Regions from separate parts of the Hordeum vulgare genome. Here region 1 is linked to region 2. The links are chromatin contacts, called in public Hi-C maps. All regions are on one chromosome and are shown on one strand. The core of a region is the stretch at or near the end of the contact, and the rest is flanking DNA. Distances in the headings are between cores, read along the strand shown. Region 1 holds the start of LOC123402658 (testis-expressed protein 2-like). Region 2 holds the start of LOC123402983 (putative E3 ubiquitin-protein ligase LIN-1).

Region 1 (5,660 bases), core at 398-2,897, 290 kb before region 2:
TATTGCAGCATCCACATTCAAATAGGCAAAAAAAATTAGGAAAATAAAGTCACTCTTAACTTGAAAACTAAAGCGTTCTTAGTCTTTAGCTGAATCCAAAACATAAGCACGCTTATCTAGCCTATCGTATCATATGCCAAGGCCATGATGTCGACAATACAAGTCATATTTAACAAGATACACACTCAACATAAATACGGTTTAATGCAAGGTGAAAATGTTGAAGATTAATGTACGGTAACAAATTGCATTTGCACAAACCATTTACGTGAAGGTAGGTTAGATGCAGAAACAGCAAGAACAGTGCAATCCAAAAGCTCAATGGTTATCTGAGAACCATCGGGACCTGTCAAGAAAAGCGAGTGGCCTTTCATTTTAGCCCTCATCCTTATCGGAGAAACCTCGACGATGTTCTTTTTATCCTTCATGCCTTTCTGAACCCCAGTTGGTGGTAAGCGGTTGCCGTTGCTAACTTTTGGCACCTTTCCTGGCTCTAACATCCAGAGAAAACCCTGCAACAAGTATGGCTGTCAGGTGAAATGATCCAAATTACGAGCATACCTTTCTCGAATCAACACCAGGCACAGCGTGTGAGAGTTTGGCCCTGTTTGGAACCATAATAGATTATGATAATCTGGATTATGAACATAGATTACATAATCTGGTTTATAAAAATAATCCAGGTGGGCATGTTTGGATGCCAGATTATATAAACTGTAAACCAGCTTTTAAATTGTACAATGACATGTTTGCCTTCTGTTTACAAGGAAATATAGGAAAGTGGCGGTGGCACTGCGTAATTCTCTTGAAGTTTACAAGGGTAACACGTCATTTGTAATCCATAATCTCATTTTAGCTGGGGTAGAGCAGATTATGAGATTATAATAATCTGGTCATCTAGTTTATAAAATCTACAATATAAACTGTCCTGTTTGAAAATACAATAAATTATAAAAACCAGATTATATAATCTGGGTGGTTCCAAACAGGGCCAATGTCCAATGGTGAGTACGGCTAGTTGATGGTCTAGTAGCACAATTAAAGAAAATGATGCAGGTTATTGCTTTCGAACAGAGCAGAGAGAAGGCGCAAATTCAGGAGAACAGATTGCTTCTCGAACCACCATCAGGAGTTCAGCCATAATAATTATTAGAGAAAGGCGGAAGAATCTGGGTATTCTGCATAAAGTAAACGAGCATTCCTGCAAGCTATTGACAGACCCCTCATTTGCTTGTCTTGCCTGCTCCAAAGGATTGCAATTGCGACGCAGGAAAACATGAGAGGGAAATTGGTAGAGACGGGAGAGTGGGAGGGACAATTTCAAGTTTATCGACCTGCTTCTCGGCGGGGAACGGCCGGTCGCCGGAGAGCTCGGCGGCGGCGGCCTCCGGAGGCGGAGGGCTTGGCCGGCGGCGGCGCAGGGAGCTGACGGCCCAGAGAATCGCCGCCCCCTCCGCGAGAGCGAGCGCGAGGAGGCCGAGGAGGAAGCCCGAGAGGAAGATCGCCACCGCCATGGGCGACGACGACGATGACGAGGGGACCTTCCCAGGCGAGGCAGCTCCGCAGCCCACAAGAGAACATAGGAAAGAAGAGGCGGAGAACAAGTCAGCATTGTCAAGGAGGGAGGACGGACGTGCATGGGGCCCGCCTGTCACGGTCCCTGTTGCTTTATGGCCTTTTTATGAAAGGAGGTTAAATGGTGAACGCCGAACGCGCTTTTCGCTTCACGGCACGGCGCACACAGCTGCACATAATGCCACGTGGAGACAAATGCAATCATACTTCATATTGGCATGTCCTGTTGGCAATCTCAAGCTTGATATTGACATATGCAATCATACCTCATAGACAAATGACTTTATTTATTTATTTATTTATCGCGCAGAAAAATACGAATAGATGAAGGAGGAACATGGGTAGGCACCTAGTACTCCGAACCCATCATTTTGAATATGGGTTGTGTGTCTCAAAGTTCATGCTATAATATTTAAAAAGATCGGGATAGTTGATATCTTGACCGAGATGTTATGTATGAGTCATGCGACTTGGCGTTTTGGCCTAGGTGTTTTACACCATGGTGAGATAATCATTCTTGTCATCTCCTTTATGTAGGTCGGTATCTAGTTCATAAGTTCGATGTCTCGGTATGTAGATCTACAAATATTTCTTTGGCATGTGGCTTTATTTTTTAGTTGCACTATACATGTTTTTAAGAGAAGATGAAGTCTCGGTGATGTGCAACTCAACATAAAGAATAAATTATTGTGGATGTTGCTCTTTTTGGGATACCCTCTTTCAATCATTTTAGGTTTTCAAACACATTCCAAAGTTGTGAAGTGTGTAAATGTACATGTGTATGATGTATGTCTATCTATTATGAGACCCAAAGATTTGTGCAAATGAATGGTGTAGTTCTAGTTTATTTGGATGTTGCTTTCATTTTCCTTGGCGATACTTCTTAAGAATTAAAAATATTGACCCGATTAAAAATAAATAAATGAAGGCCGCTGGAAAAACGGAAACCGTTTTTAGTAGGAAATTATTGCACGTGGTTGAATTATGAAACCACATCCGGCATATCGAGCATTCAAGGCTGTTCTAACGCAATAACCTCCTTTAGGGCGATACTTTGGAGGCGGTTTTGAAAACTCCTTTCGATGTGCCAAGTATTAGTGACACATGTTTGAGGAAGAACTCACAACCACCGATGGCAACCAAAACCTCCTCCAAAGTCTGATTTTGTGCTAGTGTTGATCTCATGAACTACTTGACACAACATGAATGCACACGACCAAACTATCACAAGAGAAAAAAAAGAACATTGACCAAATAGAACAACCAGAACAAACATCATCAACAACCATCAATGATGAAAACCTAGATGACATGATACGTGCTGCAACAACGACGCCTCCGAGAAGCAAACGATGCATCGATGTTGTCGTTGTTGTACCAAACATCGAAGTCAAATCATAAGTTCTCACCCCGGAGAGGAGGCCAAGCAAATTCTACAATGCCTTCAACAAAGGAACACCACATGAATGACATCATTGCTACGTTCAACCATAGGAGGATGGATCTAGAGTTTTCAAACGAGAACTCCAAACTCTGCACTCAAAGAGGACCACCTAGCCGACATCATCATGTGTGCCCACCACCTCCCGTGCGTATAGTAGAGTCCTGACATGAACTTGGCCAAACAATTAGAACCATGGTCACGCATCACATGTTTTCAACCGGCGCCCATGTAAGCCTGTCGTTGATACGTCTCCATCGTATCTACTTTTCCAAACTCTTTTGCCCTTGTTTTGGACTCTAATTTGCATGATTTGAATGTAACTAACCTGGACTGACGCTGTTTTCAGCAGAATTGCCTTGGTGTTATTTTTGTGCAGAAATCAAAGTTCTCCAAATATCCTAAAAATTTACGGGGAGCAGTTTTGGAAAATAAGAAAAATATCTGCGCCAAGTTCCACCTGAGGGGGTGGGCCAGTGGGCCACAAGCCCTGGCTCCGCCACCACCCCCCTGGTGGCGGTGGGCAGGCTTGTGGGGCCCACACGGCTCTACCGCCCCCAACCTTAGGTCTATAAGTTCACTTTCGTCCCAGAAAAAATAAAGAGAGAAGTTTTCATCGCGTTTTCGATACGGAGGCGCCGCCACCACCTGTTCTTCATCTGGAGGGCAGATCTGGAGTCCGTTTTGGTCTCCGGAGAGGGGAGATCGTCGCCATCGTCATCGTCAACCTTCTTCCCTCTCCAATTCCATGAAGCTCTTCGTCGTTCGTGAGTAATCTATTCGTAGGCTCGCTGGGCGGTGATGAGTAGGATGAGATCTATCATGTAATCGAGTTAGTTTTGATGGGGATTGATCCCTGGTATCCACTATGTTCTGAGATTGATGTTGCTACTACTTTGCCATGCTTAATGCTTGTCACTAGGGCCCGAGTGCCATGATTTCAGATCTGAAATTATTATGTTGTCACCAATATATGTGTGTTTTAGATCCGATCTTGCAAGTTGTAGTTACCTACTATGTGTTATGATCCGGCAACCCCGGAGTGACAATAACCAGAACCACTCCCGGTGATGACCATAGTTTGAGGAGTTCATGTGTTCACCAAGTGCTAATGCGTTGGTCCGGTTCTTTATTAAAAGGAGAACCTTAATATCCCGTAGTTTCCTTTTGGACCCTGCTGCCACGGGAGGGATGGACAATAGATGTCATGCAAGTTCTTTTCCCTAAGCACGTATGACGACACACGGAATGCATGCCTACATCACATTGACGAACGGGAGCTAGCCACATATCTCTCCGCGTTATAACTGTTGCATGATGAATATCATCCAAACAAATCACCGACCCATTGCCTACGAGTTTGTCCTATTGCTGTTACTTGTTTTGCTTTGCTGCTGCTGCTACTACTGTTGCTACTGCTGTTACTTGTCTTGCTCTGCTGCTACTGTTGCTACTACTGTTGCTTGCTACTGTTGCTACTTGCTACTGCTGTCACTATTGTTGTTCCTTGCCGCTGCTATTGCTATTTACACTGCTGCTACCTGCTACAATTTTGGTTTACTCGACGTTGACGGGAACTGACAACTTCCGTCAACGAGGCAACTTGGCGCCATTGATACAATCGTTAGGAATAGTCTGTCGTCAACAGATCGTTTCTGACACCGTTGTTATCATACTACTTTGCTACTGATACTTTGCTTACAGATACTACTCTTTCAGGTGTGGTTGAATCTGACAAATTCAGCTGCTAATAATCGAGAGTATTCTCTCACCTCCTGCCTGGCTAACCAACAAATTGGGTCGAATACTCTACCCTCGAAAACTGCTGCGAACCCACGCGCCGGTGGGCCATCAACAACATTCTTCTAGTTCCGTTGCCGGGGAGTGCTAGCAGCATTCTTCTGGTGCCGTTGCAAGGGAAGGTTTGTTGTCATCAGCATTCGTCTAGCCATCGCCAGAGATTGCAATCAGCATTTTTCTGGTGCCGTTGCCGGGGAGGTATTGCTATATTTTCTGGGTCACTTGGGATTTATATCTGCTGATCACTATGAAGAATCTGAAGGATCCGAAGACCAAAGTCTTGCCCTCAACTACGAGGGGAGGTAAGGAATTGCCATCGAGCTCTGCACTTGATTCACCTTCAGTTATGAGTAAGTTTGCGACATCACCTCCTGCTAGAAATCTTGATATGTCGCCTGTGCTTGATGATGCTTATGATGCTACTGCTAGAGATGCTATGCTTGATACTATGCCTGATGATACTATGCCTGATACTGCTAGAGATGCTATGCTTGATACTGCTAGAGATGCTATGCTTGATACTGCTTTGCCTGATGATGCTAGAGATGCTATTTTGCCTGATGATGCTATGCTTGATACTGCTAGAGATACTATTTTGCCTGATATTCCACTAGGAGTGTTCCTTGATGCTCATATTGCTAGAGTTACTGCCAATGCTCGTGATGCTTCTTATACTGCCGATACTATTGAGATAGAACCTGCTTTTGCTCCTGCTAGATCTAGCTCTCCTAGATATGAATTGCCTGATATACCTGAGGGTTACGTTATGGAGGGAGAGATAGCTGAGGATTTTCTTGCGTGTAAGGATGCCTATGACGCTGAGAAATTACTTCTCAAGTGGAAG
Region 2 (5,291 bases), core at 1,318-3,817:
CAAACATCAGTGCCAAAACATCATGCATGCATTTTCAAATCTATCAAAATGGTTCCAACTTTTGACATGTTCGAAGTCTCAGTTCCATCATGTCAGTTTCAGGTCAGTCTTGGCTGACGTTTAAGTTTTAACTACTATGAGGGTGTAAAGATAAAAATATTCTAGGAACTAAAGTTTCTCAACAATAACTAGCCCAGATAAAGCATTTCTTTTCACCTTCCATATCTTCCAAAATTCTGAAAAAATACACATGAACATTGAGATGTATACTAAATTTCTGTGAAGTTTCATGATCAAATACGCTTTGGTGTGAGCTGTATAAAAAAATAAAATCATAGGCTTTTATAGTGAAAATAGTATACGTGGTAGAGAGACATCATTTTTTTTTGTGTGTGTAGCTTGAACCACAACGTATTCCATCATGAAAATTTACAGAGATGTATATACATCCCTAGGTTCATGTGTAGTTTTTTTTTTCAAAAGTTTTTGAACTTCAAAATACGGTTTTTGTAAAAAAAAAAAAAAACCAGGCTCCATGGAGCCCAGGATCCAAAAGCAAATTCCGGAAAGTTGGCCCCTTCTCTGCAGATATAATCCAGATTGTGAGTATATCTTGGATCACAATGGAACCATGGGGCTTTACAGAACTTCTCATTTGCAAGTAAGCAAAGTGTAATTTTACAGCTAAAGGAACGAAAACTTAAAACCTTGTTTGCTCGTTTAACTTTCGCAATACTAGGAAAAACTACAGCCTCGGCCTCTCAGTATTGGATACTAATAAAACTCAGGCACTCAGCCATAGCAACATGAAAGTTACATGAATGCGAGAAATACAGTCAACAATTAAGAGAGAAATAAAACAAGATGAGCACAAAGATGTACGAAAACTATTTACCAGACACCAATAACAATAACAATATTTTTGGAAGCACTATAGTACAGTTCACTCTGAATGAACTTTGCAATGTCAAATTAGAATTACCGTTATATCTATCTTTAGAAAAAATATGTACTGCAAATGCTATTGCAATGTTCTAACGTGCAACTAAAAACTCTGGGCTCTAGTTCAGCCTTGCACCTTAAATTGCTTGAAATGCAGCCAAAATTCTCTAGTCCCCACACCATAGAAAACAAATACGATACCCTGGGACACAGGCAGCTGTCTATCCAAATTATCAGGACAGCGATGAGTGATCATAACTTGTCCCTTGTCCAAGGCATACTGGTAGTCCTAATCAGAGACACACGCACAAACTTACACCGTGTGGCGTGTCGGCCTATCAGGCTAATCACCATATATAATGGCAAGAAAGGAACTGTTGACTCACATGAGCAAGCTTCTCCATCTTCAAGCTACCTGGATTTTCATCCAATTGCACATCCATATCCAAGACATATTCGGCCTCATCAGGCAGCTTCGCATCCTCCTGCTCAAACGAGATGCCAAAAACGGCATTGTACCTGTAAAAATCAGATGATCTCAAGGCATTCTTATACCAATTTTGGATGGTGCATTCTTATCCTAATTGACTCATATCAAACAGCAAACTGTCTATTGACGAGGTTCACGCACAGATTTCTGTTGATGGAGCTCGTGCGCAGTGACGACGAGTGCTTCTCCCACTTGTCGAAACTCCACGGCGTCGAAGGCAATGGCACGGAGGGGGTGGCGGGCGGGGCATCGCCGCCGTGTTTGAGCCACTCCTTGTAGTACATTGCGAACTGAGCAGTGCCGCTGTCCATTTGGTCGTCGTACAGCCTCTGCAGGGTCTTCATCCTCCTGCTGCTCCGGCCGTCGGCGTCGCCGCCGTCGCAGCCGGCGACGAGCTCGGACTCATTGGCGAGCCAGACCTCGAGATGGAGCAGATGGGGGAGGAAGACGTGGGCCCAGAGGTCCGGGAGGAGGGTTTTGCGGGCCAGGTGGGGCGCGTCGACGAACACCTGGAGGAGGTGGCGCGCCGCGAGGTGGGGGTCGCTCTCCATCTTGTACACGACGGCGAGGTAGAGCTGCGCGCACGCGGAGAGGTGGGAGCTGGGCACCCCGCGGGCGTCACCCTCGCCAGAGTCGGCGGGACCTGGCGGCGCGTGGAGCGCGGCGACGACGCCGAGGAGGCGGATGGAGTTGCGAAGCGAGCGGATCTTGGAGTCCCGCGGGGACGGGGAGGCGTCGGCGAGGCGCTCGATGCTCTCGATGGCCAGCTCGAGGTCGGCCAGCAGCACGGCGTGCTCCTTCGCTGCCGCCTCCCCCGCGGGCGCGAGGCAGGGTGCGCACTTCTCCCGGAGCGCCCGCCGGAACTCCGCGTCCTTGGAGAACCGCCCCGCGTACCCGGAAAGCATCGACACCACCGTGCCCACCGCGTCGTCGGCACCGTGCCTGCTCGACACCGTGCGGCACGGCGCGGCGGCGGGCTCGGGGAGCTCGGAGCACTCCCGCGCGAGCAGGTCGCGGAGGGAGGAAGAGGAGGACGGCGGCGGCGGCGGCATCGCGCTTCTTGCTCTTGGGGCGAGAGCTGGCTGGAACGGAACTAGAAGGCGCCGTGTGCAGTGCGGCCCTCTCCCCGAAGCATTTAGGGGGGAGAGAGGGTGGCAGTGGCACGGTTAAAAGCGCGGGGCCGCCGGTGGGTCAAGCCCCACGGGCAAGGGCACGGCCATGCATGCTCCCATGCAGCGCTGGCGCTGGCGTGGACGACGACAACGACAAGCGAAGCGTGCCCGTCGCTATGCGGCAGCAGAGACTGATCGAGAGCCCGAGAGCTGAACCAAATTAAACTCTGCTTAATTTGTACTCCTACACAGATTTATTAGTGGAGGAGCTGGAGCATTGTGTTTTAAAAAAAATTGCCGGCTTAGAGCATCTTTAAACCGACTCTTAAACCCTCCTCAAACGTTTGAACAGACCGTCCGATCATTATCTGGTCACAAAAATCAACTAACATAGATCTTTCAAAAAGGGCTCAAACACCTAGTCTGACTCGCACCCATTTTCAGCCCAAATATGGGACGGATATGGGAGCCCGGGCACGTCCATCACGTCGGACCGGATAGCCCGACTATACCTCAAATTGCACCAAATCCACCCCACAGAACTACCGGATCCAGTTTCTGTTTTCCTCTCTTCTTCCTCCGCGCGCTGCGTCGCCTAGTAGCCTTTGCCACCCTAGCCACTCGGTGAAAGGGATCATCTCTCCCGACCTCTTTGTGCACGACGTCGTCGCCGGCCCGGAAGACACCGTGGTATGTCTTGCAACTCTCTCGATGTGTCTTGCGCCGAATGTGTTTGACAGAATGTCTGACCGGATTTGTTGGTCAATTTTTTAGGAGAAACGATGGATTCCGATGCGGTTCGATTCATCGGATTCATCGGATTCAGACGAAGAAGTGGACATGATGATGCTCATGATCATGCAAAGGGAAATGGACCGGGAAGCGGAGTACATTCTCAATTTCAAGGGCTCAATCAAAGCGCGAAGAGTCATCAATTGGGGTAGGGTATCCCGAGCAAAGCTACTACACAAGGATTATTTTAATACGGATTCAACTTTCCCAGCTGATACATTTTTCGTCATCGTTTTCGCATGCGAAAACCATTGTTCTTACGCATTGTGGAGGCAGTGGAGGCACATGATGACTACTTCAAGCTCACAAAGGATTGTTGCGGTCAACTCTCTTTATGTGCCAAGCAGAAGTGCACGGCTGCTATGAGAATGCTTGCACTTGGTACTGCGGCTGATGTTGTTGGTGAGATGGTCGGGATGGAGGAGAGCACATGCGTGAAAACTAATGTCAGGTTTGCCCGTGCTGTGTTGGAGGTGTTGGAGCAGAGTATCTGAGAGAGCCAAATGCACAGGACATGGAGAAGTTGTTGGCAATTGGAGAGGCGAGAGGGTTTTCAGGAATGCTGAGATCAATCGATTGCATGCATTGGTAATGGAGAAAACTGCCCCAAAGCTTTGCGAGGAATGTACCAAGGTCACACAAAAGAGGTCACCATCATACTAGAGGCGGTGGGCGGTGGCATCACATGACTTATGGATTTGGCATGCTTTCTTTGGAATGTTAGGTTCTCACAACAACATCAACGTGCTTCAATGATCTCCGGTGTTCAGGAGGCTTTGCAATGGGGAATCACCTTCGAGCATGAGATTCTACAACATGGGATACTATCTTGCCGATGGGCTGCATTTGTGAAGACCATATTCGAACCACTTGGCAGAAAACAAAAGCACTTCGCAACAATGCAGGAATGAGCTAGGAAGGATGTGGAGAGGGCTTTTGGAGTGCTCCAAGCGCATTGGGGAATTGTTCGTGGGGCTTCAATGATGTGGGAACAAGAAACTTTGTGGCACGTGATGACATGTCGTGTTATTTTGCACAATATGATCGTCAAGGATGAGGGTGATAGTGTAGCCCAAACCAACGATTTTGAAATACCTAGAATATAAGTTGAAATCCGTGAAGATCAAGATGCAATGCAGCTTATGAATTTTCGTTTGGGAAACGTAGCATGGGAAACAAAAAAAATTCTACGCACACGAAGACATATCATGGTGATGATCATCTACGAGAGGGAGATCGGATCTACATACCCTTGTAGATCGCTAAGCGGGAAACGTTAAGAAACGCGATTGATGTAGTGGAATGTCTTCGCGATCCAAATCGCCGCCGTCCCACGATCCGTCCCGATCTAGTACCGAACGGACGACACCTCCGCGTTCAGCACATGTATAGCTCGATGACGATCTCCGCCTTCTTGATCCACCAAGAGAGACGGGGAAGTAGATGAGTTCTCCGGCAGCGTGACGGCGCGCCGGTGGTGGTGGTGGTGATCTTATTCCTGCAGGGCTTCGCCTAAGCTCCGCAGAAATCCGATCTAGAGGGAGAACTACGAAGTAGAGGTTTAGGATTGCACGTGGCAAAGTTGTTTCTCAAAAAACCATAAACCCTCTAGTATATATAGGAGGAGGGAGGGGCTAGCCTTGAGGCTCAAGGAGAGCCTCCTTGGCTCGGCCGAAGTGGAGGAGGGAGGAGTCCTCCTCCAATCCCACTTGGATTAGGACTCCTTCCTAAATTGCCCACCTCTTTTGGATTTTCCACCTTTTCCTCATGGGCTTTCCTTGGATGACTTGTCAGCCCATTAAGCCTTATTGTGCATCCAATAAACTCATGTGGACCCCTTGGGGCATGGTGGGCCCACTAGGTGGGCCCCCGGAACCCATTCGTCACTCCGGGTACACTACCCGTAATGCCCGAAAATCTTCCGGAATCCAAATACCAACTTCCTATATATCAAT

Evidence for each region. Hi-C and Micro-C count contacts between places; a contact is called where the count stands out from the background.
Region 1: a Hi-C map of leaf shows a contact between it and region 2, with 6 times the contacts expected there. The contact joins the promoter of LOC123402658 here to the promoter of LOC123402983 in region 2. A contact is called at or near these places in 2 of 6 Hi-C or Micro-C datasets (leaf and seedling).

What each region holds. Positions count from the first base shown.
Region 1 is chr6H:107,829,761-107,835,420 of MorexV3_pseudomolecules_assembly, reverse strand. LOC123402658 (testis-expressed protein 2-like) reads right to left here and starts at 1,647. Exons shown (of 7, transcript XM_045096591.1): 1 at 1,335-1,647; 2 at 262-512. The coding sequence starts at 1,514.
Region 2 is chr6H:107,539,379-107,544,669 of MorexV3_pseudomolecules_assembly, reverse strand. LOC123402983 (putative E3 ubiquitin-protein ligase LIN-1) reads right to left here and starts at 2,567. Exons shown (of 7, transcript XM_045096956.1): 1 at 1,574-2,567; 2 at 1,329-1,461. The coding sequence starts at 2,484.